7 separate regions of the Mus musculus genome follow, and regions 2, 3, 4, 5, 6 and 7 are each linked to region 1. A link is a contact called in public promoter capture Hi-C data. All regions are on one chromosome and are shown on one strand. Each heading gives the region's core, a stretch centred on a gene start, on an enhancer-like site or on the middle of the called end of the contact. The rest is flanking DNA. Distances are from core to core; before and after follow the strand shown.

Region 1 (3,557 bases), core at 723-3,222:
TTCTGTGTTAATAAAAAAACACAATTTGTAACTGCCAATTATTTGCACAACTATGTCCTGAAAGACACATATTAGAAATAAAAGCTTGCTAAAGCCTTAATACCAAATCAAATTTTAAAGTTAAAGCTTTTAATGTAAATTCAGCATAGTATTACTAGCATATCCAACTAAGAATATTCCTAATTAAGGGATTGAATCCTGCAGCAATCAAGCTCTACTGCAGGGGGAAACACAGCAAACAACTGCTGTGGCAAAATGAAGAGAGAAGACAATATTACTGGCATGAGGCCCAAACAAAGTCTCCACCATCCCACCCCCAGAAAAGAAATTTCACACAAAACAAGCCAACCCAACAAAAAGAGAATTGCTAAAATGACCTTTATGTTACTGGATCTTTTAAAGGTTGTGAATCTTTAGGAGGGTGTGTTTGAAATTAAAGGTAAGAAAAGCAGTAATTTTATTTTCTCCCAATTGTCTCTTAAAGGGGGGGGGGGGTGAGGAGGAGGTATCCTTGACATGACATCGCCCATTGAGAATGAGACCACAAATCTGGTACTCTTCAAAGGCACAATTTCTTAGCCAAAAATACTGATAGGAATTACACCCAAACCCAACCTCAACAGAAAATTTCCTGCGCTCCTCCCAAGGAGTTTCTTGCTAAGTCACTGGAAAAAGCAGGCAGGATAACAAATAAAGCCAGGCACCTTGCTTTCTCCTATCTCAAGACTGAAATTCTTTCCTCTTGGGAGACGAAATCAGCCCACCGTCTCAAAAAAACATTTTCTCACCTGGGAGGCTAGAGAGGGTAAATAGTCACAGCGTTTCCTAATGGAGTGGAGAGATGGGATGAAGGGAATGATCGAGAACCTGGGAGCTCAGTGTTAGCAACGTCAAAAGACAACTCCCGTGCGAGGAGTCAGTAGCAAAAAGGAAAATCCTGCCCGATTCGGTGGGTGGATGCTGCAGATCTTTACTGAATGCAGAGGCTGGACCACCACCGCACCGGGGGGCCGAGGGCCTGAGCGGCGGGCCATCCTCCCCGGGTCCACCCTCAACCTAAGGACAAGCGGAGAACCCGACGCCTGGAAGGCCTGGTAGCTGCTGGAGCCCCGGCGGCGAGTCGCCAGCCAAGGAGGGGTGGGGACTGCGGGTTCGCTTCCGCGGCCCAGGAGGGCTGAGCCCTTTCCCCAAGATCAGAGAGCGACCTGCTATCCACGCCCTTCCCACCCAAGAATACTTTTCTTGCTAAGTCACGGCGGCAGGAGGGCGATGCCGCCCGAGAGGCCACGGCTTGAACCCTCAGCAGCCTGAGTAGCCCACTGCCAGGGTCGGAGGAACCGGAGCCAGGGCAGCGCCCTCCCAGGCCAGGGCCCCCTCCTCGGTGCCTCTCACTCAACGGCCGTCGCGGCCGCCATTTTGAGAGCGAGGAGAGGAGAAGAAGAAGGAGGAGGCAGCGGCGGCAGGGGGAGGGGAGAATGGGAGGGAGGGGACCGGCGCAGCCACATCGTCAGGCCGCCGGCCCGGCCCGCAGCCACCCGAGCGCGATGGAAGAGACAGAGGGGAGGGCGCAGAGCGTCGCCGCCTTACCGGAGCGCTGCACCACCGCCTCCGCAGGGCCTCTTCCGTCCTTCACTCCCATCCACCAGCGGGGGAGGGGGAGGGAGAGGGAAGGGAGGAAGGAGGGAGGGAGGGAGGGAGGGGGAGGATGGCGCGCTGGGCCCGGTCCCGGGGAGGGGGAGGGGAGGGCCGCGGGCGGGCTCCTCGGCCGTTCCGGGGCTCGAGCCCTAGCCCAGCGTTCGCTCGTCCTCTCGCTCGCGCCTGAGCGCTCCCCTCCGGGTCCTCCTCGCTCCCTGGACTCTCGGCTCGCTGCTCCTTCGCTCCCTCACTCGCTATCTCGGCCGCCGGACTCCGCCGCCGCCCCGCCGCTCCAGCTCCGTCTGTCACAGGAGCTGCCCCAACGCCCTGACGTCACCGCGCCGCCGCCGCCCCAGACCCGCCAGGAAGAGGGAGGGGAGCGGAGGGCCCGCGGCGCATGCGCGGGCCGGGCCTGGGCCTGGGCCTGGGCCTGGGCCGCGCGCCCTTCCGCAGGGTGAGCTGGCGGCTGTACCCGAGCCGACCGGCGAGCTTGCGTCCCGTCCGCGGCTTTTCTCGCTTCTGCCCCCTGATCCCTTGGGAAGCTTCCCTTTTGCTCTAAACTGCCTGACGGCTGGCGTCCATCACGACTCTTGCTCTGCCTCAGCGGTCACTGCGCTGTCCCGGCGGACCGCGGGTACCCGGTGCACTGGCATTTCGGCCCCTGCTGGCTAGAGCAGGAGCCAAGCCAGGATGCTTCCTTTCTGCCTTAGCCTGTGGGATTATTCCCCATCCCCCACCTACCCACCCACCCAAAAGGACCAAAGTAAATTGGTGGGCTTGGGCAGAAGAGCTGTTGAGGTTAAAAGGCAGATGGATTGCCTTGTGTTCCTTTCTGGTACAGATTTTTAATCGGAAGGAATCGCCTGTAGATGTGATTCAGCTATTCTTTTCCTTAGTCACATGTATTCATCAGAGATTCTGGAAACTGAAATCCACAGAAAGACCTGGAACTTTATTCTCTACAAGACATGTCTGTGTTTTATTATATTATGAATTGTATATTGATGACAAATCTGGGGGGATTTGATGTCAATTTATTCCACAAAGAGACACTTGATTTTTGAAAGGGAAGGTTTGGGGCTCTGAATTATTCAATATAGGATATTTAAGTATTGAATGAGATTACTTCATTATCCACTTGTGTTTTCCAGCACTGAGGCTTAACTGATTCTATTGCGTCCCTCGATGAAGGTAAATACTGTAAAAATCACTTGGGAAGCTGCAGAGTTAATGTCTCCAGTATGAATCCTGGTGTCACCACTGGGAATGTGACCTTGACTAAATTATCATATCTCTTTTTGGCCTCAGTATCAGTATAAAATAAACCCAGTAGCCAAACAAAGTGGCACATGGCACGTAGCCCAAGCTACTCAGGAGGCAGGAGACCAGCAAGAGCCCAGAAGTTCTCTGCAAGCCTCAGGAGCATCCTTTTTATAAAAAACAAAAAACAATGATGATAGTAATAAACAAGCTAGGGTGACTCACATCTGTAATGCTAACACTGAGGAGACGGAGGCAGGAGACTTGCCACGAGTTTGAAGCCAGCATGGTGTATATAGTAAGACCCTATCTTAAAATAATGATTTAAAGCTGGACATGGTGTTTTAATATCAGCACTTTGGAGGCAGAGACAGGTGGATCTTTCCAAGTTCAAGAGCCTTCTCTACCCAGTGAATTCCAGGACAGACAACTACATAGAGAAACCCTGTCTCCAAGAATAAATAATAATGGAGCAAACCTTGGGTGGAAGGAAGCACACATCCCTTATTCCAGCATGGAATGGCTGAAGAATGAGGATCACAAGTTTAAGGGCTACCTGGAAAACTCAAATGTTTTTAAATTTATCACTTTTAAAAGGGTGAAGAGACAGCTCAGTAGGAGAGTACTTGCTGAGAGAAAGAAAAGAAAACATTATAGAATTG
Region 2 (3,557 bases), core at 299-2,798, 2.7 Mb before region 1:
ACAGAGTTTAATAAGTCACAAGTTCCCCTTGGTGAGATTAGAGAGACTTTGGGGGAGCAGGGAACCAGTGTCTTGGCTCTGTTGGCTTTATGCAGCCAGCAGGAGGTGACAGGACCCAGAAGAGTGCTGGCTTCAGGAGTCAAGGGAGAGACCCCAGCTGGAAAAGGGTGGGGTCTGAGGAGCAACAGTGAGGGGGTCAACCCTGGTCACACAGACAACGTCCCTGCATGCATGGCCTTTGGGTCCTTCACCCTGCTACAGTTAGTGAGTGAAGTGTACGGCCAGTCTCTCCACACCCCAGCTACCTCACAGAGCTGCAGAGCACTGGGGATAAACTGGGCTTGCTGATAGAAAGGGAGTGTTTGCAAGTGCTACACACAAATCAACCATTATTATTATAGGGGGTTGGGAGGTAAACACTGAGGTCAGGAGAGGGTCAGACAATCCTGACACCAGGAAGAGGCCTGAAGAGTCTCTAGGAGTCTCACTCCAGGCTGAGGAAAGGAGAGAGGAGGGAGAAGAGAAATTCTTTTTTGAGGACCGATAAGAAGGCCCCATTGTGGTGGCACGCCAGGCCCCTTGATTTCAATCTTGGGGAGGCTGAGTGTGGCCAGTTAGAACCAACCACCTCTAACTCCAGCTCCAGAGGGTCTGACTTCCTCTTCTGTGTCGCCACCACGCCACCCCACAGGCATTTACATGCACAGAGACATATAATTAAAAATAAAAATATTTTTTTTAAAAAAAGTCAAAACCATAAAAATGAAAGCATGGGAGAAAGTGACCCAGCCTGGGTTGCTGTTGTTTGTCGTCGTCGTCTTTGTTTCTTGTTTTGTTTTTTTAGCTTGCTGGCAGACTACAGGAAAGAAAGATTGAAAGATGCGTAGAGCAAGACCCGGCAGAGGAACTGACCTAACTGTGGAGAGGGTGATCTACAGTCTGTCCCCTCCTCTGAGATGTGCTTTCTTGGGCGCCGCCAGCAGGGTGTTTGTTTGAGGAACAGACAGGGGCAGGGCCATCTCGCAGGAAGGAAGAGAATTACGCGGGGAATTTGAAACAAAACTTCCCAGGGATCGCAAAGCTCGGCAGTCCCAGCCTATCGCTTTGACAAAACTACTTATCGTGGGAGAGAAGTTAGGCGGGGTGAAGGACTGAAAGGGGCGCGTGCCCTGGGTGGCGGTGACCTGAACCCCCGCAGCATCCTGCACCCTGACCTGCATGCTTGAAGAAGAGAGCTTGGGAGAACGATGGACTAGGCGCGGTCGCCTGGGACCAAGCAGCCGGGATGTAGGGAGGCGGGCTGGTCGGTAACAGTGATCCGGTGGCGACCTGGACCCCTCTGCGGCGAGCCAGGTGGGGGGTCTACGAACGATGTATGGGCGTGGCCAGGCCAATCCCAAAGCAGGATTTACAGTCACGAGAGAAAAAGACCAATCGAAATCCGGGGCGGCGGTGGTGGATGGCTGATAGGGCCAATGGGCTGCAAGCGCCGGGGCGGGGCGGGGCCGCGCGGAGTTTCAAATCGGCTGCGGTGGGCTAGGAGAGGGTGTTGATCTTCGGGTCCGGGTATCGAGCAGGGAGGTGAGCATGCGGGGTTACCGAGGGGCTTAAGGAGGGGGGTGGGGGACGGTCTCACGGGGAGCTCTGAATGGGGAACGGGTCAGGAGCTCTGGATAGGACCCACAAGACAAAGGGAATGTCTAGGAGTTGCAAACGCCCCATCGGATCCGAGGCCTTGGCTGGATTGCTAAATCTGCTCCGGAGAGGAAAATTTGTGAAAACAGCATACTGCTGGTGCCCTGCGTAAGCGCCGAGGCTCCGTGACCTGTGTGCCACTCCACTTAGCCTATGGGGAATAGGCTAGGATGGAAAGACGGACAAATTGCCGCCTTGCAACGGAGGCAGCTGCTGACCATGATGCCATTGGTCATCTTTCTGGCATCCACAATTGCCCAACAGGCCTACCCCGCGAGGTTCCACTTCATCTCTTTCCCAGTTCCCAAGGTCCCTGGAGCCTTGGAATGGGGTCAGGGAGTACTTTGATGACCTTTTGACCTCCCCAGGATCTAGCGGGCAGCGGAAACTGGACCAAGCACATGGCGTCTCAGTGGCAGGGCATGAGGACCTCTGTGCGCAGACGATCACTCCTAAAGGAGGAACAGCTAGAGAAGAAGGAGGTGACCCGGTCTGCTGGGGGTCATCCGGAGACCGGTCCCTTGGGCTCCCTGTGCAGACAATTCCAAAGGAGGCTGCCTCTGAGAGCGGTCAGCCTGAACCTCGGTAACGGCCCCTCCTGGAAACGCCTGGAAAGTCCAGAGCCAGAGCAGCAAGGTCTTCAGGCTGCAGCTCGCTCAGCCAAAAGCGCCTTGGGTGCCATGTCCCAGGTAACAATGACACCACCAGCCGTCTGTTTACAGAAGCGTCCTTGGTGTTGACTGTCCCTATCCTCAGGGAGACCCCAGGAATATAGACTCCATGGGGTCTTGGGGTTTGATTAGGTTCTTGCCATTTTCCCAGAACCCCGGTCATTCTGGCACATAATAGTTTCCCAACAAATCAGTAGGTGAATAAAGTCATGGAAGAAATTGGTGTTCCCCATGCAAGGTGACCTGCCATGTCCTGTGATAGAAAATTGCAGGAAATGGCTATCTATAAAGAGATACCAGTCTCAAGCTTAGTGGATAAAGACTTCCTAGAATAGGTGACTCTTCCAAGATCACTCAGGAAAGGGGAGGTGTATGTAGGCACAGGGCCAGTGGGATGCTGTGAGTGAGTCCAGCGTGGATGCTGAAGAGAAGAGTCCCCAGTGTGAAGCTAAGCAGTCAGTATAGTGAGAGAGGTGATCCTGTGTGCTGACCCCCATTTAAAGTCTCCCAGTCACACTCTTACACCTTAGCTGTCAACTATTTGGTAGAAAAAGGCAGAGGAGCGGGGCTTGCAGAAAGGGTGCAACTTCCTGAGCGGTTCAGAAGGCAGATTTGAGGGGTGGTGTTTGTGTGTGGTGTGTCCAAGAGCCTTCGAGCAGATATCTTCTTTTAATGTTTTAATATTTATCTATGGGAGGAGCGCTTATGCAGTGGTACTTGTCTGGAGGTCAGAGAAGGAATAAGGTCTCCCTCCACCGTGTGGGTTCTGGAGATCACACGAGTTGCCTGGTTTGGTGGCAAGAAGATGTACCTGTTACGATATCATGTTGACCCCACCTAGGTCTTTAAACCTGGAGCTGGAGATGTGGGCAGGTGTCCCCTGGACAGGACAGAAGCTATGAGAATGAGCAGACCTCTAAGAAGAGAAGGGGGAATGGCCCCTGGCATCTTGCTGGCATTCTGATGGTGTAGGGAGAGAGCAGAGGCCTCTGACGACTCCACAGAGAGGTCTCCTTGCCAAAGTCTAGCTCTGACTTGGAAGAGCCCTAAGATTGCTTTCAACATCGCTATAGCTCAGAACAATGAAATGTGACAGTTTGTCTAAGGTCACCCAACTCATGAAAACTTATCTCGGGCCTTGCTCCAACTTCTGGGTTCTGGTTTGCCAAGGCAAAGACAATCTAGCAAGGC
Region 3 (3,557 bases), core at 473-2,972, 2.5 Mb before region 1:
CTATATCTTCCATCTCTTGTCTCCTTTGCCACAACCCTGGGCCCCCGTGGGAGGTAGTTCCATCTTCCATGGCCCTGGGTAGTACCAGCAGGGCATCAGGGCCCCCTTCCATCAGCCCCCTTTCCCATAACATATGCCCATATTCAGCTCCTTCTGCCAGAGCCCCAGAAAACTGCCCTGACTGCCCTCCCCCACAGAGACATGAGGTACCCTCACATTCCCTCACTTCTCCAGCTCTGGGCCTTTTCAAGACCTGAGACCATCCTATGGCCTCAGGCACCACCACAGTTTGTCTTTTTTCCCAAGGTCCAGAGGAAACACAGTCTATCTTCTCTACTACCTCAGGTCCACCCACAGGAGGTGGTGTCTTCCCAGCTTGTCCCTGCCTACAAAGGATAGAGACTCTCTCACAACCGGCCCCTATTCCCCTAGCTGTGGGCAGTCCTGAGGCCTGGGGGAATGTCCTAGTATTGCCTCTCACCCAGGGTCCGGTGACACCACCTCGGCTGGTCTCTACCCAGGAAGCTCGCCCAGGAATACCCTTCTCGATCGGCCCCTCTCCCACGGGAACGGGATGGAGCTCCACTCTGCTTCCTTCCCAGCATCCCGACGCTACCCTCATAGCCTGCACCTTCAACCACAGTTCCAGGATGCTCTCATGGCCAAGTGTTCCTGGACGACCTTTTCTCTCACAGCTTGGAGAGCTCCTATTGTCTAGCTCCTCCTCCCCAGATACAGTCACCCACACAGACCCAGCAGGCCCAACCACCTCGGGCTCGCCCACAGTCCCGTTCACCCACACTGTCCTGGGGTCCATTGCTGCCTCAACCGAGCCTGCAGTCCCAGGTATCCCAAAGGCCCTGTTCACCCTAGCGGGGACTGCGGGCTCCGCAGTCCTCTTCTCTAAAGGCTGCTGACCATTCTGTAGCCACCCTATGTTTGCACAGAGCATCCGCCGCACTGAAGATCTCACCCGGCGCCTTACTCCATAGCCTCGGGATAACCCTGCACCCCACCTCCTCGCCCACAGAGGCCGAACACCCCGACGCAACCTGCGGGCCCTCATGCAATGAGCCGGCATCTTCGCTGCCAGTGTACACCTGCGTAGCCCGGGCAAGGGCCCCCGTGCCGGCGTCGCAGCTCCTGGACAATTCCTTTCCCCAATGCAACCTCAGACACGCTCTCTTTGCATCTGTTCCCCCGCACACGCACTCACAACACTCGGATCCAGTCCTCGCTGCCTTTCTGCCTCCCAGCTCTCTCCAAACCCCCGCCCGATCCCGGACGCCGCCCCCGGCCCCGGCCCCCCTAAAGTCTGACAAATAGAAAGGTAATAGGAGGGGCGGAGCTGCAAGGCAAGCCTGGGGCGAGGTCTCTCACTGTCTCTCTGTCTAATGCAGTTTCCCAGAATTCCCCCAGCTCCGGCCCAAGCCCACCTGGTTTGGGCGCGGCGCGGCCACCAAGAGATCGTAAGGCGACCCCACGCTAGGCCTCGCTTCCGGCCTCTCGCCCAGTCGTCATGGCAACAGGCGCGCGGCTGTTTGGGAGCCGTTGATCTTCCTGAGCCATTTGAGGATCAAGGTGTTGTACCGCGACGGGCTTTGCCGTCACTGTCCATGAAGCCAGGGTGGGGACCAGACCAGGTCAGGCGTCTAGTTGTCTGAGGGAAACTGGCGCCAAAAAGAAACTCCAGCAGACCAAAAGGACGGCCCTAAGGAGTTATGGCTATTCAAGGCTCCCGTAGCACCACTCTGCTGCGGCGGCCCCGCCCACCCGGAACCTTGTCCACGCCTTACTTGGGCCCCGCCTTGGGGGCGCAGGACCCTAGGGCTCCTCCCGTGCTCCTCTCCGCACTGTTGTACCCATGGCCACCTTCGAGGAGGTGAGCGTGCTGGGCTTCGAGGAGTTCGACAAGGCAGTGAAGGAGCATGAGGGCAAGACCATTTTCGCCTACTTCAGCGGTTCTAAGGATACCGAAGGGAAGAGCTGGTGTCCGGACTGCGTGGAAGGTGAGGCTGGGACCAGGACTGGGGGTTGCTGCGCCACAGCAGTGCTAGGAAGAAGGCCCCTGCTGAAGTCAGAAAGTGGGATGAGATGAGGATCTTGGTCCTGCAGACCCGCAGAAGCGCCTGAGCTGTACCCCGTCTCTCGTTAGGCCCTTACTGCCCCACCCAAGGATGACCCTCATTTTTATCATGGATTCGGATCTTGGAACCAGGTTCTTTAAAATTCTCAGTTCCCCAAACGATTAGTGTCTCATAAAAAAAAAAAAGACCAGACTCAGGAGTTGATCTTTCCGTCATCATATATGTATGCTGAGTTTTCTGATTGTGTCTTAAAGACAATCAGGACTAGGACTTAAGTGATTCACGAGTCCAGAGGACACGCGACTTTAACATCCTATCTTACAACCGGTTAAAGTCTAAGACTGGGGACGGGAGGGCGTGGGCTATCGCAGTTGATGTGTAATTACTTTTTAACTCTTTTAAAAAGCTGAGCCAGTCATTCGAGAGGGGCTGAAGCATGTTACCGAAGACTGTGTGTTCATCTACTGCCAAGTAGGAGACAAACCTTAGTAAGTCATGTATACCGTATCTCCAGACATGGACTATATTATTAAAAAGCTGGGTAAAAAGGACCTCAGATAATTGGTCAGGCTCTGTGTTTTAGGTATTGTCTGATAAGCTAAACAATTAGAATTACTGAATTCATATTTACAGTTTATGTTCAACCACATATCATCATTAATGAATTGGGTCTGGAATAAGTTCAGAACTCTATTGACTTTACATTTGTTTTATCTTAGCCACACTTTAAACTTTGCAGAAAGTGACACATAAGTTACAGTTCTCAAAATGTTTAAAGGTTAACAAAAGCAGTGGTTACAAGTATATTATATATAAGTCAACTGTTGAGTAAACTGTAATGAACCAAGTAGTATTTTTCATTATCTGTTTCATTTTGGAACAGCTGGAAAGACCCAAATAATGACTTCAGACAAAAACTGAAAATAACCGCAGTGCCTACACTACTTAAATATGGAACAGTAAGTGTCTACCTTTATGTTTGTAGCTATAATGTAGTTAAAACTCAAGTTGTTTTTTGAGTCAAGTTTGAAAAGATCTTGACCTTTGATTTCCAACATCACATTGTTGTTCAGAGTGCATCAGAAACACACAAGTTGGTGTCCATTCCTCTGCCAATCCTGACAAACTATTAATAATGCAGATATTAGTGTCTGGGGTGTATTTTTAAGCCACTTTTAAGATTCTGTCTTCAGAAGAAAGTTGACTCATTTCTGAAAGCACCTTTGTCAATGTTTTCTAAACCCACTTTTCAGGCTTAAAAGGGCTCTCCCTCTATTTCAGCCCTGCCCCTAGAATCCTAAATTAAAGAGTTGAGGGAAAGAGATGGCACCAGGCATGCTGTCTCTTGTTTTCAGCCTATGGGGCTTCCTAGTGTGGAAATACAAGGCCTCTCAGGCCAAGTGTTTTAATGATTCATCTTGACACAAGCATCCTAACTATTTAATAAAGCTTGTTATAACTAGCTGATGG
Region 4 (3,557 bases), core at 733-3,232, 2.4 Mb before region 1:
TGCGTGGTGGCCAGCAGTAGTCAGTGCCACTCTGCAACGGCACATGTGGCTTCCCACAATTATTGTTTTCTTTCAGCCATGCTAAGGATTGACTCTAGGGCCTTGTGTAGGCTAAGCAAGTGCTGTACTACTAACAACTAACAGTTTACTTACAGGTAAAGAAGATACATTCTATAATGACAGGAGGAAGCATAGTATAGTTAAGTTCTCAAACCAATAGCATAGCTGCCTGTTACGATTATCAAATATGATACTCAATATTCAAAACATTTGTGTGTGTAGAGATCAAAGAACAACTCAGTGGAGTTGGTTCTTCCTTCCACCACGTGCATCCCGGGGATTAAACTCAAGCTGTCAGGTTTAATGGCAAGTGCCTTTATCCGCTGAGCCAGCCATATATGAAATGTGTGCTATATTTTTTCTTCATTTTTATTTGACATTTTAATGCATGTATGTAATGCAACTTGACCATGTTCCCGCACCTCTCTGCTTTCTTGCACCCTGCATTCATGCCAAGGGCACACAAGTGGAAGTGATTCACTGCTGTGTGTAGCATCACTGGGTGACAAGACTTCTGCAGTTCTTCAGGTGTAATCTTATATGGCTACTGTGCTATGTACAGTTGCACTGCTGACAGAAACATCATTATTCCGTACACGGCTGTATTTGTGAATGTATCAGTTGTCACTGAGATATACTTTGTGATGTGTGTGTGTGTGTGTGTGTGTCTGTGTGTGTGTGTGTGTGTGTGTGTGTGTGTGTGTGTGTGTGTTAGATCCTAACCCCAAAGCCTTATGCATGGTAGGCAAGTGCCATACCGCTACCTCTACTCCAAAACCCTTTGATCATTTTCATTTATCTAATGACGCCCTGTTTCTTCCTTGGAAGGGGGGTGGTGGTGGTGGAATGAACACAGGAAACCAGCAAATCGACTGACTTCCATCATTTTGCACTGTGATAATTTTGGACATGGGCTGCCTTTAACACAATTTGTTTTCTTTGAACCTCATGAGGTCAGCTAGCCTTGTTGGGTAACTGCCTGAGGCTGTGGCACCTCGCTGGAACAAACATATACTGACACAGCAGCAGTTTTGCATGCAAATTCTAGGAGCACCTGGACCTTAAAGTTGCCTGGGAGCTCCAGTGTAACCCGGTCAGCCAGGAGACAGTATCCAGAAGGCTGAGGTGACTCAAGCTCCCAATTGGTTATCTTGTCTGGATCTGAGCACAGCTCCTCCAGCTCCGTGCCTGTGGCAGAAGGGTCACACCTTGGACCACGTTACCTGGGAACTTCTGTGCAGGTTATTCAGCCCCTTGCTGCTCGATTTTACCAGTGAGCATGGGATAGCAAGACCTCCTCATGGTTTCTGTCATCTTGGCTTACATTATTGTTTGCCATTATTGTTTGCTTTGTTTTGTTTCCCAGCAGAGGACAACCTCAGGAGACACAACACAGTTATCCCTGGCCATTCCCAAGACTTGCCCCAAACCCTGTAGCCTGAGCATCCAGCACCCAGAACCCCCTGCTCAGTTCCTCACAGACTTTGTTTTCAAAGTCACCACAAACTGGAACCCACACAGGGGTACAGAGCTTGCAGGAGCTTCTTCTTCAGAGAGCAGACTCAAGCTTAGCATCTCAGGAGAGACCAGACAGAAACAGTAGGAGTCAGTCACAGGTTGAGAAGTGGGCAGGGACCCCATGGAAACAAAGCCAGTCAGGGAGGGAGGGGGAGAAAGGGAGGAATTGTTGTGCTGCCCAGAGGAAACCCGACAGCTAACGCCCACCCTGGAGGTCACAGTCACGGTAGCACAGAGGCTGCACAGGACAAGGGGCATGACAGAGGACTAGCCCATGCTGCAGAATGGCCTTCTGGGAGTGTCTAGCTGCCAGGATCTGGGAACCGCCCTGAGCTGAGAATTTTTGAAGTCTCCTCCCTGCCGCTGTGAGTCAGGCTGGGCAAACACTTTCAGTTTTGTTTTCCTGTGTGCAAAGAAACGAAACTCCACAGAAGCACTGCAGGAAGCTTGACCATGGAGGCTGACTTCCAAGTGTGCAGGAACTGGTAAGAAGGCATTTTCTCCAGGGCTGGCCAGACAGAGGGGCAGGGCAGAGCAAACAAATTCTGAAGTGATGGGGATGAAGTACAACACCAGAGGGCAAGCCGAAGGGGACTGGAACCTCTGGAGTGAAGAGGTTCCAAATCTCTAAGTAGAGTGCTCAGTGGTACCTCAATATCACTGTTCCCTCTTAGCTTGGGTATTTCAGGCTGGCTAGTTTTAGCCATGAAGTATGGAGGGACTGGTCCCTAGCAGGCTATTCCTGTCAGAGCTTAGATCCGTAGCAGGGGTGGGGGGCATCGTGGTCTTCCCACCCATCTGTGAGAGGACCCTTTGAGAGATGTTCCAGGGTTATTCCTGTCCTCCGCCTGACAAAGGAGCTGGGAGATAGAACATGGAGGGCTGAGCAGGAGGCAAGGACCACACCTCCAAGTAAAAAGAGCTGGTTCCTCAGCAGACCCCACCTGTTGCAGTAACTGGGGTAAAGCTCCACAGAGATCTTTGTTCCACTTCACCTTTCAGGATCTCTGGTCTATGGAGTATGGAGGCAGGCAAAACAGAGAGGGCAAACAGAGCAAAGGACGTCATTCTGTGCGGTTGTGGGGACAGCTGGATCAGGCTAACAGCAGTGAGGCCATGAACCAGATCACAGGGGCCTGAACAATTGGAGGCCATGAGCCAGATCACAGGGCCTGAACAATTGGTCCTTTAAGGATACAGCCTGTTTCCTTTCTCCCGAGCTGCCGTGAGCATGAGCAGATGGAATGGGTTGGCAGCGTTCCTGGTGATGAGCCTATCAGAGGAGGACACCCTGCCCTACAAGACTCCCCTGCATCTCAGATGCTCTCTGGGTAGCTGCAAGGGAGCCCAGGGACGGGAGACAGCGTGGTGGATGGACTTTTGCTCTTGAGAGTTGGGAAACCCTTGGAGGGTCTGAGGTGTGGTCAGGGCAGAGCTGCACTGCTGTGCTCCCTTGTTCTCGTGATGGCCTTTCTAGGAGATAACTGGAAAAGGATAGAACTTTACCTCCCCCAACCCTGTCTCTGTGGGGTGATGCTGAGGAGTCGTTCCAGGCACTGAGCCTAGGGCATTGCACAGAGCAGCCAAGCACTCTGAGCTGCGTTATCCCTGGCTCTGTTTTTCCCTTTCCTTTTGACACAGAGTATCACTAAGTTGCCTAGGCTGATCTTGAACTTACTCTATAAGCACAGATAAGCCTTAAACTAGCCATCTTCCTGACTCAGGCTCCTGAACCCCTGTGCCAACAGCCCTAGCTAACTTGTACATGTTTGAAATATACATCTTGATACACAGTACTTATTTGTGAAACCATCTTACAATCTAGGAAATGAAATCTATCATCAATCTTGAAAGTTGCCTGTTGCCCTGGTACCCTCTTCCTCCCCCTCTCCCAGGCACAGTGCCCTCACACCTATTTTCTGATGGCGAGCTTATCTGTTTCACCAGCACTGGCAGGCATAGGAATGCATCATCAGCAT
Region 5 (3,557 bases), core at 438-2,937, 2.4 Mb before region 1:
GTGTTCATAAAAGTGGTCTTACTGCCTATAATGTAGCTTGTCCATTCTTATCACTATGCAATGTACCAGGTGACTATGTAAAAATTAACCTTTTCCTATTGCTTATAAACATGTGGACTATTCTCATTTAGGGTTATCACAAAATGCTCTTGATATTCTCCTGTGCATCTTTTGAGATGTGGAGTTCTTGTTGCTCTCGGTGAATCATAGAACAGTGTACTGGCTAGTCTTATGTCAACTTGACACAAGCTAGAGTTATCTGGCAAGAGGGAACCTCACTTGAGAAAATGACTCCATGAATCTGGCTGTGTGACATTTTCTTTATTAGTGATGTATGGGGAGGGCCCAGGCCTTTGTGGGTGATGCTAAGCCTGAGCTGATGGTCCTGGGTTCTGCAAGAAAGCAGATTGAGCTGGGCAGTGGTGGTGCCTTTAATCCCAGAACTAGGAAGGCAGAGGCAAGTGGATCTCTGAAAATTTGAGACCAGCCTAATCTACAGAGTGAGTTCCAGGAAAGCCAGGGCTACACAAAGACACCCTGCCTTGGAGAAGAAAAAAGGAGAGAGAGGGAGGGAGGGAGGGAGGGAGGGAGGGAGGGAGGGAGGGAGGGAGAGAGGGAGAGAGGGAGAGAGGGAGAGAGGGAGAGAGGGAGAGAGAACGAAAGACAAGGAAGGAAGGAAGGAAGGAAGGAAGGAAGGAAGGAAGGAAGGAAGGAAGGAAAGAAAGAAAGGAAGAAAAGAAAGAAAGGAAGAAAAGACAAGGAAGAAAGGAAGGAAAGAAAGAAAAAAGAGAAAGAAGGGAAGGAAGGAAGGAAGGAAGGAAGGAAGGAAGGAAGGAAGGCAGGCAGGCTGAGCGAGCCATGATGAACAAACCAGTTAGCATGCCCTTCATGCCCTCTGCATTAGCTCCTGCCTCTAGATTCTTGCCCTGTTTTGAGTTCCTATCCTGACTTCCTTCAATGATAAACAAGCAATATGAACATGTAAGACAAATATGCCCTTTCCTCTCCAACTTGCTTTTTGATCATGTTGTTTTGTCACAGCAATAGAAACCCTAAGACAAGCAGTATTCTTTCAAATACATGAACCCAGACATGTTGTATAAGAAATGAACAGATGTGACGTCTGTAAGCCAACATCTGGGCATTGTGACTACAGGATAAAGACAAGGAACAGGGGGTAAGGCAGCCTCTGGAGACAGTTGCGGGGGAAAAAAAATATGATCCCCTGGCTCTGAACGACATCACATCTGTCTTCCATAGGCAAAGCTGAACTCTGAAAGCCTCCCGCTCTGGACTCTATAACCCTAGTATTTACCCTAGGGGCCTCTGAAGCCGTCACAACCAAGGATGGATTCAGATCTTGACTAGGCTAAGCATCAGGCCCCATGTAACCCCCTCAGACACTCCTGAGCTCTCCAGTTCAGTCCCCTCCTATGGTCTCTCCCGAGTCTGTCTCAGCGTGGCTCTCTGAGATATAACTTTGAACAAGTGTGAATAGTCTCGAAGAGGGGACCGATATCAGTGCTAACCGCTGATACAAAAGACACACCGCGTGGGTAGGGAGAAGGGGTAGGTGAGGTGGATCGGGGCTCACTTACCTTAGTTCATTAAAGAACACAAGCTTCTGTAGGGCACTCCTGACCCCAACCAGAGCTCCTGGTTCTGAGAGAACCAGCCGAGAAAACTGCGGTCTCTATGGCAACCGGACGGACGCAACGTTGCCCTAGTTAGAAGACTGCGCAAGCGCGAATGTGAGAGTGGTGCTAAAGGGTAACCCGAGCAAACAAGACAAAGAAAGTAGGTGGTCCGAAGTCTGATCCTGCTGAGAAAACGTCAAAACACGGGGCAGGAGATTGGGTCACTCGGGGTTCCCGTTCCCCGAGTCTCTGACTCCATAGATGCACAGCGGGTCGGTCTTGGCGCTGTCCTGAGCCGTAGATGACCCGGGACCACAGAGATACACACACTGCGTTCCACGTGGTCGTTGCTCCAAACCTGGAGCAAAGGACCTGCAAACCTAGCGACACACAGGGTGCATGGGTAGCTCCAGACAGGGGTAGGCAAGAATGGGTTTTCGGCCAGGTATCTTCTCCCAAGGCGTAAAACTCACCAAGCACTGAGCTTTTTCTCGGTTAAGATCGCACTGCTACGTGATCTTCAAACTGTTGTGGATTGAGTTAAAATTAGGCTTTCAGGACGCCAGCCACTCGGTGCCACGGCCATGAGTTTAACATAGCCATACACCATCTTCAAACGTTCGTTTTACAGGCAGCACGTTTATTTAAAAAACAAAAAAACAAAAACAAAACAAAACAAAAAAACCCTTTGCATTACTACTGGAAATGGGAAATTGGCGCTGTCTGTGTGGCAGAAAAAGCAATCATAAAGGTGAACACGATGAAACAAAGGCATAAAATTTATAACAATGTGAAGGCACTGATGAAGGGCTGGAGAGATGGCTCAGCGGTTAAGAGGACTGACTGCTCTTCCAGAGGTCCCGAGTTCAATGCCAAGCACCCACATGGTGGCTCACAACCATCTGCAATGAGATCCAGTGCATACCTTCTGGTGTGCATGAAAACAGAAAACAGAGCACTCCTAGTCATAAAATAAATACATAAACAAATCTTTAAAAGAAAGAGAAAGAAATGAGGGAAGGAAGGAAGGAAGGAAGGAAGGAAGGAAGAAAAAGCAGCGATGAGCTGGGTGTATCTGCTTATCCCTGGCATCTCAGCATGCCAGAAAAAGACCCTTAAGCTGAGGATTCAAATCTGAAAGACATATTGGAAATTAACACTCACCTTTCATTCATGTATGTATATATATATATATTGCTTTTTTTCAAGACAGGGTTTCTCTGTGTAGCTCTGGCTGTCCTGGAACTCACTTTGTAGACCAGCCTGGCCTGGAACTCAGAAATCCACCTGCCTCTGCCTCCAAGAGCTGAGATTAAAGGCGTGCGCCACCACTGCCCAGCTCATGTATCTATGTTCTTAATTCTGGTATTAATATTAATGAATACCTTAATTCAAAGACTGGGGTAGGCAAGGTGGCTCAGCAAGTAAAAGTGCCTCTCCAGAAGGAAAGACATGACTGCCACAAGTTGTCCTCTGACCTGCACAACCACACACACACACACACACACACACACACACACAGGGGAAAAGAATGGGAGGGAAGACAGAGAGAGGGAGACAAATAACAACAATAATAATATTAATAATAAATGTAAAACTGAAAAGGTTACTTTGCTAAAATAATAATAACCAAAAACAGGGTTGTGGGGAGCAGAACATTGATTTGATATCCACATTTCCTGCTATCTCTCATTCCAGGACAACATCATTTCTTTCTGTCCAGGTGAGTGAGCTGAGATGCACCTGCATCTGAGTGTTCAAACCCTTCACCACTAGCAACTGGCATTCCCCCCACCCCCAACTTGTTGGAAATACACATTCCTGAGCCCTGCCCGGGCCTTCTGCATCAGAAAACTTGGGTTAGCCCTACCATGTGAAGTTAGCAAGCTCCCTTCCCCACCCCAAGGTGTGTCTGAGACT
Region 6 (3,557 bases), core at 271-2,770, 2.1 Mb before region 1:
AAGCAACCGGGTACTTTAGCAATGGCCATGAGTTAGCATTTGATGGCATGAGGGAGGGGGCAAAAAGGAAATGTCATAGGTGAAATCAGGATGTAGTTGGGGTCACCTGAGGGGCAGAATCTCTTCTCTGGCTCTGAACGGATAACTGCAGGCTAAGCTGTACCTGCCTAGACTGGAAGAACCAGGATTCTGACAGCTCACAAAGATGTCAGTTCTCCAGGTTTCCCCTTGCATCTGCCCATGGGAGTCCTTGGGTGACCCAAGGAAGGAATGGAGCCTGCAAGGAGCAGGGTTGGGGGTACCTGAATGGGGGCTCTGGCTGACCTCTGATCTCCACATGTTCACCTTAGCTTAAGCATACCTCACCCTAAAGTAAATAAACAGGCTGGTGATGATTCGCCTGGAATTTGCTCTGTAGACCAGGCTACCTAGAACTTACTCTGTAGACTAGGCTGGCCTCCAACTCAGATACACCTGCCTTTGCCTCCCACATGTTGAGATTGAAGGCCTGTCCACCTGATGACACATACTTTAACGTCAGCATTTGACAGGCAAAGGCAGGCAGATCTCTGAGAATTTGAACCTAATGTGGTCTATAGGGCAAGTTCCAGGTCAGTCAGGGCTACACAGTGAGACCCTGCCTAAAAACCAGTAACAATAAAAAACTAAAACAAAAACCAAAGTGAATAAATAAATATAGTTTAAAAAATACATATATGCCGGGCGTGGTGGTGCATGCCTTTAATCCCAGCACTTGGGAGGCAGAGGCAGGCGGATTTCTGAGTTCGAGGCCAGCCTGGTTTACAAAGTGAGTTCCAAGACAGCCAGGGCTATACAGAGAAACCCTGTCTCAAAAAACCAAAAACCAAAAACCAAAAACCAAAAAAAAAAAAAAAAAATGTCTGGTGTGGTGGCATACCCCTTTGATCCCAGCATTTGGGAGGCAGAGGTAAATGAATCTCTGAATTTGAGGCTAGCCTGGTCTACATAGTGAGTTCTAGGACAGCCGGGGCTATGCTAGAGAGACCGTTTCAAACAACAAACAAACAAAACCCCCTTTTTAAAAAAAATGTAATCATGGGTCTGAAGAGATGGCTCCGTAGTTAAGAGTATGCACTGCTCTTCCAGAGGACCCAGGTGAGTTCCTCCAGGACTCATATCAAGCTGCAGCTCCAGGGGATCGAAGGCCTCTGGGCAATATGGGCACCTGCACTCATGGGCACAAGGCCACCCACACATGTATACATAGTTTTACAATAAAAGTTAATCATTAAAAGTAAACAAATGAAAATGTGGCTCATGTTCATGACATAATTTTAAAATAAAAAAGTAATCATTAAAAATAAGCAACTGAAAATGTGGCTTGTGTTCTTGACTTCCTTGGTGGGGGTGGGGGAGTGCAGGAGAAGAGAGAAGGTAACCCTTCTGGCCTCACTTTGGCTTCCTCTCTCTTCAAGCTTAGGCTCTAACTGACCTGCCTGTTGTACCACAGTGTATTCCAAGGAGGTGGCTCTCATGCTGTGCGAGAGCCAGGATCCTGCCTGGCAACTTCTGAGTCAGGTCTCCGTTAACAGAGGGTGTCTATGTGGACATGTGGTTTGGCAGTCTTGAGATGCTAGCTCCCAAGTCTCAGTGGGAAGTAAGAGACAGCAAGGTACACTCTCAGAGAGGCCTGACCTCAGCAGGAGGCTGCCTCCTTACAAAGGTTTCTGACCTTTCTCTTAATACTGGAGCCAAGGAAAAACATTCTTGAATCAGAAGCATAGAAGCACCTCGTTCCCTCAGCTTCTTAGGAGCAGAGGACTTAATTGATCTTATTTCATTTTCATGTCATGCCTAGCAACCACTCCACCAACTCCTGTGATAGAGCAGCCTTGGCTACCTGACCAAGTCCCTCTCCTGCCTGGGGCCTCATTGGCAGGAATAGAGGCTTGGCTCCGAAAGCTGCCTGTGATCAGGTGTCCTCAGGTGGCTCTTGTGCAAGAGGCCAGGTGACGGGCTTTAGGAGGTGGCCTTCTGCCACATCTGCAGAGAGGGGAGCTTGTTTTCCATTCTTCCTGAGAATTCCAGAAGCTGAAGCCTGAACCCAGCAAGCTGGGGCTTCTGGGCTTAGTGTTCTTCTGGGTGGGCTTTCGCTCATCACGCTGCCGCTGTTCAGCCTCTGTCTGAAGCTCAGAGAGAAGCCAGCAGAAGGACAGGGCCAGCAGGGACCAGAACTGCCAAGGCTGGGGACATCCGGAGCCTGGATCAACTTAGACATGCCTGCCTTAGCCTGAGGTCAGGAAACCTAATACACCTTCTCCTTGCTGCGGCAGGAGGGTAAAATGCAGGGTGGTGCTGGCTGTTTGCAACCAAAGAAGACATGGACATATGGTACTATTCACATTTTAAAATAAGTTTTAAAAATTACATTTACTTATGTATTTAGATTTTCCGTTGTTATTTATTTGGTCAAGTTTTCTTGCTTTCTTTTTTGTTTCTTTTGAGACAGGGTGGGGGTGGGGTCTCATATGTAGCCTTGGCTGGCCTGGAAGCTCCCTATAGATCAGGCTGGCCTAGAATACATAGAGATCCACTTGCCTCTGTCTCCTGAGTGAGTGCTGGGATTAAAGACATGGACCACCATGCCCACACTGTTTGTTTATTTATCTTGGTGGGGTAACACACATGAGCTAAGGTGCACACGTGGAGGTCAGAGGACAACTTGTAGGAACTGATTCTCTCTTTCCACTCTGTGGGTTCAAGAGATCAAACTCGGGTTGTCAGACTTAGTAGTAAGTACCTTTACTCATTGAGCCATCGTACCAGCCCTATTCATATTTTAATAAGAGGGTGACAGTGCAGATTAATATCAAAGAGAAGAAAATTCATAAATCCCTATCAATAACTTAGGCAGGGGCTGGAAGGGATGGCTCAATGGTTAGGAGCACTTTGCTCTTCCTGCACAGTTGGGCGGCATACACACACCCGAAACTACAGCTCCAGGGAATCCAATGCCTTCTTCTGACCTCTGGGGCACCCAAATGCTATTCATGTGTACACACACTCTTTAAAATAGATCTTAAGCAAACAGCAGCAGCAGCAAACCCAAAATGAGCACAGTTTGTTCAAGCCTGACCTTACCCTACTGGGAGAAGAGATAGTAGGATGAGAAGTTCAAGGTTATCATGGGCTCATGGTTGAACTCAAGACTATCTTAAAAACTCAAACTAAAAACAGCTGGATTTTAGGAGCTCACTTGAAAGTAAGGTGTAAAGCTGGGTTGTGATGATGAATATCTTTAATCCCAGCACTCCCCAGGTGGATCCTAAGAGAAGTGTTCAAGGCCAGCCTGGTCTACAGAGTGAGTTCCAGGACATCCAGGTTACACAGAAAAACCCTGTCTCAGAAGAAAAAAAAACAAGAAAGAAAAGGAAGGAAGGAAGGAAGGAAGGAAGGAAGGAAGGAAGAAAGGAAGGAAAGAAAGAAGGAAGGAAAAAGTAAGATATAGAGGGGCTGGAGAGATGACGGCTCATGGGTTTAGAGTACTTGCTCTGGGTTCAATTCCCAGAACCCAC
Region 7 (3,557 bases), core at 324-2,823, 2.1 Mb before region 1:
AACAAAATCCTTAAAAACAAACCCACAGAGGGATATGGTGGGGCATGGTTTTAGTTCCAATCCAGACAGAGGCAGGCAGATCTCTTGAGTTCGAACCTGCAACCTGGTCTGCAGAGGGGTTCCAGGACAGCTAGGGCTATACAGAGAAACTCTGTCTCAAAAAACCAAAACCAACCAACCAAAACAAACAAACAAACAAGCAAAACAACTACAAAAAACCAACCCCTCCCCTATCCCAACCATAAAGCTGGATTAGTCCCTAGGTGGGCAGTATTTCAAAATGGCAGATTCACTCAATGTTTGTTTCTTTGGTCTGGTGGGACAGTGCTAGGGAGGTAAGCCAGGGCCTTGTGCCTGCTTGCCCAGTAATTTTTATTACATGCCTAACGGAATCTGCTCCTCTTGTTCACTTTACTTGGAGTTCACAGAAGCTTCATGCTTTTGTGGGTAGAAATGGACCTGATTTCCTATGCACAGTTTTTGTTTTCTACAGTCCAGGTACAGGGAAGTAGGGATTGAACAAACACTTATTGAAAGAACAAGCAAGGGGCTGGAGAGATGGCTTAGCGGTTAAGAACACTGGCTGATTTCCCAAAGGTCCTGAGTTCAATTCTCAGCAACATGGTGGCTCACAACCATCAGTAATGGGATCCTATGACCTCTCTTGGTGTGTCTGAAGAGAACAACAGTGTAGTCATATACATAAGTAAATAAATCTTTAAAAGAAAGAAAGAAGAAACAAAATTGAGTGTCAATGTTACTTTTCCCCCTTCCCTTTTTTGTTTCTTTATTGCTACAGTGTTGACAAAGCACTCAACTGGGAAATGGGCAAGGAGGTTGGATAAGGTTGACTTTTCCTAATCTCGGCTTTCACACTTGGACTTTACATAGTAGGTGCCTTTTCTAGAGGAGTCTGATCTATTATGGATCCTCATCCCCAGACGGAGATTGGGTATCACTGTGCAGCGAAGGGGACCTGGGTCTTCTAATCCTCAGCCTCAAGTGTTGAGATTACAGGAGAATACCACCTGAATCCGAACCATTTATCAGGTTGTGCTAATCACAACTCTGCACTTTACTCAGTCTTACTATTTACTTAAACGTTTTCTGCTATGAGACTCATAACATTTTTATTTCAAGGACCATTCTGTGCATTCTTTATGAATTATCACCATGCACTCTATTTTGCGGCTGCTTAAAATGGTGCACACCAGTACTAAATTCGGCTTTGTAACAATGACTAATTCGCACACCTCCGATGTAGTGTTGGATGGCTGCTGGGTCCTCGCCAACATCTACCACTTCTGGTCCCATCACGCTTAGACCTCCTGCTTATACCGGGAGGCAGCGTCCTGACCCTCCGCGACCTCTTTGTCATGGCGTCCGCGGGGCGTCTACCAGCCGACGCTTCCGCAGCTGGGCGGGCGTGGACCTTCCCAAGATGGCGGGGCTGAGCCCACTGCGCGCGGTGGGCGGGGTTCCACCGCCGGAGGCGGGGCAGCAGGGCCGAGGGGTCGGGCTAGCAGGAGTGCTGCTTCTGAAGGAGGCAGGCTCAGCGCGCTTGCGCGGAGCGGCCCTGCGCGCAGTGAGGCAGTGGCGGGGGAAGGCACCGGTGGGGCCGACGGGCGGGCAGAGGAGGGAAGCGGGCGAGCGAAGTCCCAGTGCGCGCCGCGGCGGCCCGGGTACCCTCCCCTTCCGGGCGTGAGGCGCTGAGCGAGGAAAGCCGAGCGGAGCGGACTCGCATAGGCGGCGAGGTGCTTCTCGGGTCTCCCAAGACCGGCCTCCCCGCGGCTTCGGCGCTCCGGTCCGGGTTCCTCAACACACATCTAGCTCCAGGCACCGGCAGAGCTTGTCGCCAGTCCGTCGAAGTCCCGGTGGCGGCCCGGGCTCTCGGTGGGGAGGATGACGGAGCTGCAGTCGGCGCTGCTACTGCGAAGACAGCTGGCAGGTGAGCGGCGGGGCGCCGGGCCGCGATCGCGGACTGCCGAGCCACTCGCCTCCTCTCGCCCGCTCGGAGGCTGGGTGGTGGCGGGCCGCGAGGGTGGGAGCCCGCGAGTCGCGGCGAGCTGGCGACACTCCTGGCCCGGCTGTGGAGGGTGTTGGGGGCGGGGACGCTCCCCAGCCTCGCCCTCGGACGGGCCGGACGCCCTGGGCGGCTGCCCCCTCCCCCACGGCACTGGGGCGTTGCGGGGGAGGGGCGTGGGTCCCGGTCGGGCCGACCCTCCCTGAGGGGCGGATCCCGGGCTCAGGTGCGGCGGAGGCCGCGGAACCTCGGGGACCCCGGGAGCTTGCGGGGTCCCCGCGCGGCTGTGAGTCCGAGCCGTGTCGGGGGCCGGAGAGGGGAGGCGCGCCAAACTTCTGGCCCGGCAGCGCGGGGTTCGCGGAGTTAGGGCAGACAACAAAAGCGACGGCGGGGCTGGCCCGGGTGCTGACGCGGGGCACCGGGGGGCTCGGCGGGGAGCGCGACTCCGCTTCGCCTGCCTCCGCCTGGCACGAGCTCGGGCTGCGCCGCCCGTCTGGGGGAGGGTGGGCGCGGGCGCTGGGGAGAGCGGCTCGCTGGCCGGCCCGGGCTTTGTGCTCCGTGGGCACGGCTCGGGCTCCTTCGCGCAGGCTCGCGGCCACCGGGCTGCGGCCCGCCTTAGGCTCTGGCCAGGGGCGGCGGCTCAGTGCCTCCCCCGTGGAGTCTCTGTCCCCCTCCCCCATTGTCCCGGCCTCTGGCCGTTTGCGGCTTCCAGGTTGACTTTTTAGGGGGTTGGCTCCTACTCTGCTAGGACTGTGTGAGCGGAGCATGCGCGCTGGAGGCGTACGTGTGCGGAGTGGAAGGGGGGGAGGGAGGAGGCGGGTTGGTGCCTTCACAATGCCGCCCCACGTGCTGCCAGATTTAAAGAGAAATGAACCGGTAGTTAGCCCTGCTGTCCTACGCCAAGCGTGTGCCTGGCTTGGTTCAGGCGACTTCACCCCTCCTCAACCTGTAGCCAGTCCTCTCCCCCCACCCCCCTTTTAAACTTTCTGAAAGCCGGAATGTTGATAAATGAAATAGATTTCTATGAGTTTGAGGTGTCAGCTAAATCACCTTTATGACTTCTTAAGGAAAAGGTCGACAGGGGCTGTTACAGATTGTATAATTAGGTTTATTATTAGACCATGAGCTAACAGGTTTGGACAAGTATTAAAATTCTAGGTGGGACAGCAATTTGAAGTGGATGGAAAAGTTAGAATCCCCATCAGAAATATTTTCGAAAGAAGTTAAACAATTTATTGCATCTTATTTAAAAACATTCTTTTTCTGAGGTCTTTTTCGCCTTTTGTTTTGGATGAAGGAATTAAAATTTTTGACTTAGTAGGAATTCTTTATCGAAACCTGCCTGGTCTACTGTAGTGGATTCTGGGACATCAAGGGCTATGTAGAGAAACTCTGTCTCAGAAAACAAAAACAAAAACTAACAATAAAATCAACTATCTGCATTAATTTTTATTATGTGGCAAATTATTAAATAGACGGTAAACACTGAATATTAAAAGGATAACCTTACATAGTGGAAATGACATACATTTTT

Evidence for each region. Promoter capture Hi-C pulls out the DNA fragments that hold promoters and counts their contacts.
Region 2: a promoter capture Hi-C map of pre-B cells shows a contact between it and region 1, with 2.8 times the contacts expected there. The contact joins the promoter of Pimreg here to the promoter of Pafah1b1 in region 1. A contact is called at or near these places in 2 of 39 promoter capture datasets (cranial neural crest and pre-B cells).
Region 3: a contact with region 1 is called in a promoter capture Hi-C map of hippocampal neurons, with 4 times the contacts expected there. The contact joins the promoter of 4933427D14Rik here to the promoter of Pafah1b1 in region 1. A contact is called at or near these places in 3 of 39 promoter capture datasets (hippocampal neurons, liver and pre-B cells), 1 of 484 Hi-C or Micro-C datasets (B cells) and 2 of 115 datasets of contacts at active chromatin or transcription factors (astrocytes and large pre-B cells).
Region 4: a contact with region 1 is called in a promoter capture Hi-C map of liver, with 2.6 times the contacts expected there. The contact joins the promoter of Xaf1 here to the promoter of Pafah1b1 in region 1. A contact is called at or near these places in 2 of 39 promoter capture datasets (hippocampal neurons and liver).
Region 5: a contact with region 1 is called in a promoter capture Hi-C map of cranial neural crest. The contact joins the promoter of Tekt1 here to the promoter of Pafah1b1 in region 1. A contact is called at or near these places in 3 of 39 promoter capture datasets (cranial neural crest, frontonasal cranial neural crest and hippocampal neurons).
Region 6: a promoter capture Hi-C map of stem cell-derived epiblast-like cells shows a contact between it and region 1, with 4 times the contacts expected there. The contact joins the enhancer-like site here to the promoter of Pafah1b1 in region 1. A contact is called at or near these places in 7 of 39 promoter capture datasets (the C10 cell line, cranial neural crest, frontonasal cranial neural crest and 4 more), 1 of 484 Hi-C or Micro-C datasets (embryonic stem cells) and 2 of 115 datasets of contacts at active chromatin or transcription factors (embryonic stem cells and pro-B cells).
Region 7: a promoter capture Hi-C map of embryonic stem cells shows a contact between it and region 1, with 7 times the contacts expected there. The contact joins the promoter of Ube2g1 here to the promoter of Pafah1b1 in region 1. A contact is called at or near these places in 5 of 39 promoter capture datasets (cranial neural crest, embryonic stem cells, frontonasal cranial neural crest and 2 more), 2 of 484 Hi-C or Micro-C datasets (both in embryonic stem cells) and 2 of 115 datasets of contacts at active chromatin or transcription factors (both in embryonic stem cells).

The regions. Positions count from the first base shown.
Region 1 is chr11:74,722,412-74,725,968 of GRCm38.p6, forward strand. It overlaps Pafah1b1 (platelet-activating factor acetylhydrolase, isoform 1b, subunit 1), which reads right to left and starts at 1,973. Exons shown (of 11, transcript NM_013625.4): 1 at 1,588-1,973.
Region 2 is chr11:72,040,954-72,044,510 of GRCm38.p6, forward strand. It overlaps Pimreg (PICALM interacting mitotic regulator), which reads left to right and starts at 1,549. Exons shown (of 6, transcript NM_144526.3): 1 at 1,549-1,581; 2 at 2,064-2,384. The coding sequence starts at 2,097. It also overlaps a transcript of Aipl1 not described here.
Region 3 is chr11:72,205,760-72,209,316 of GRCm38.p6, forward strand. 4933427D14Rik (RIKEN cDNA 4933427D14 gene) reads right to left here and starts at 1,723. Exons shown (of 19, transcript NM_001361564.1): 1 at 1,437-1,723. It overlaps Txndc17 (thioredoxin domain containing 17), which reads left to right and starts at 1,795. Exons shown (of 4, transcript NM_026559.3): 1 at 1,795-2,009; 2 at 2,494-2,575; 3 at 2,971-3,046. The coding sequence starts at 1,865.
Region 4 is chr11:72,299,647-72,303,203 of GRCm38.p6, forward strand. Xaf1 (XIAP associated factor 1) reads left to right here and starts at 1,983. Exons shown (of 6, transcript NM_001037713.4): 1 at 1,983-2,063. The coding sequence starts at 2,032.
Region 5 is chr11:72,360,195-72,363,751 of GRCm38.p6, forward strand. Tekt1 (tektin 1) reads right to left here and starts at 1,688. Exons shown (of 8, transcript NM_011569.3): 1 at 1,599-1,688. Gm34317 (a long non-coding RNA gene) reads left to right here and starts at 1,720. Exons shown (of 7, transcript XR_003949575.1): 1 at 1,720-1,797; 2 at 3,336-3,360.
Region 6 is chr11:72,580,256-72,583,812 of GRCm38.p6, forward strand. The region is part of intron 2 of Gm51906 (a long non-coding RNA gene); the gene reads right to left. Among named protein-coding and RNA genes, the nearest start is that of Gm51906, 25 kb to the right of the region's middle. Within about 2 kb of position 1,521, at least 28 of the 459 cell types and tissues checked have an H3K27ac peak or open chromatin away from gene starts, as enhancers often do. A contact at or near this core is called in stem cell-derived epiblast-like cells, where this site is marked.
Region 7 is chr11:72,605,688-72,609,244 of GRCm38.p6, forward strand. Ube2g1 (ubiquitin-conjugating enzyme E2G 1) reads left to right here and starts at 1,574. Exons shown (of 6, transcript NM_025985.4): 1 at 1,574-1,948. The coding sequence starts at 1,903. Gm51906 (a long non-coding RNA gene) reads right to left here and starts at 1,476. Exons shown (of 4, transcript XR_003949712.1): 1 at 1,254-1,476.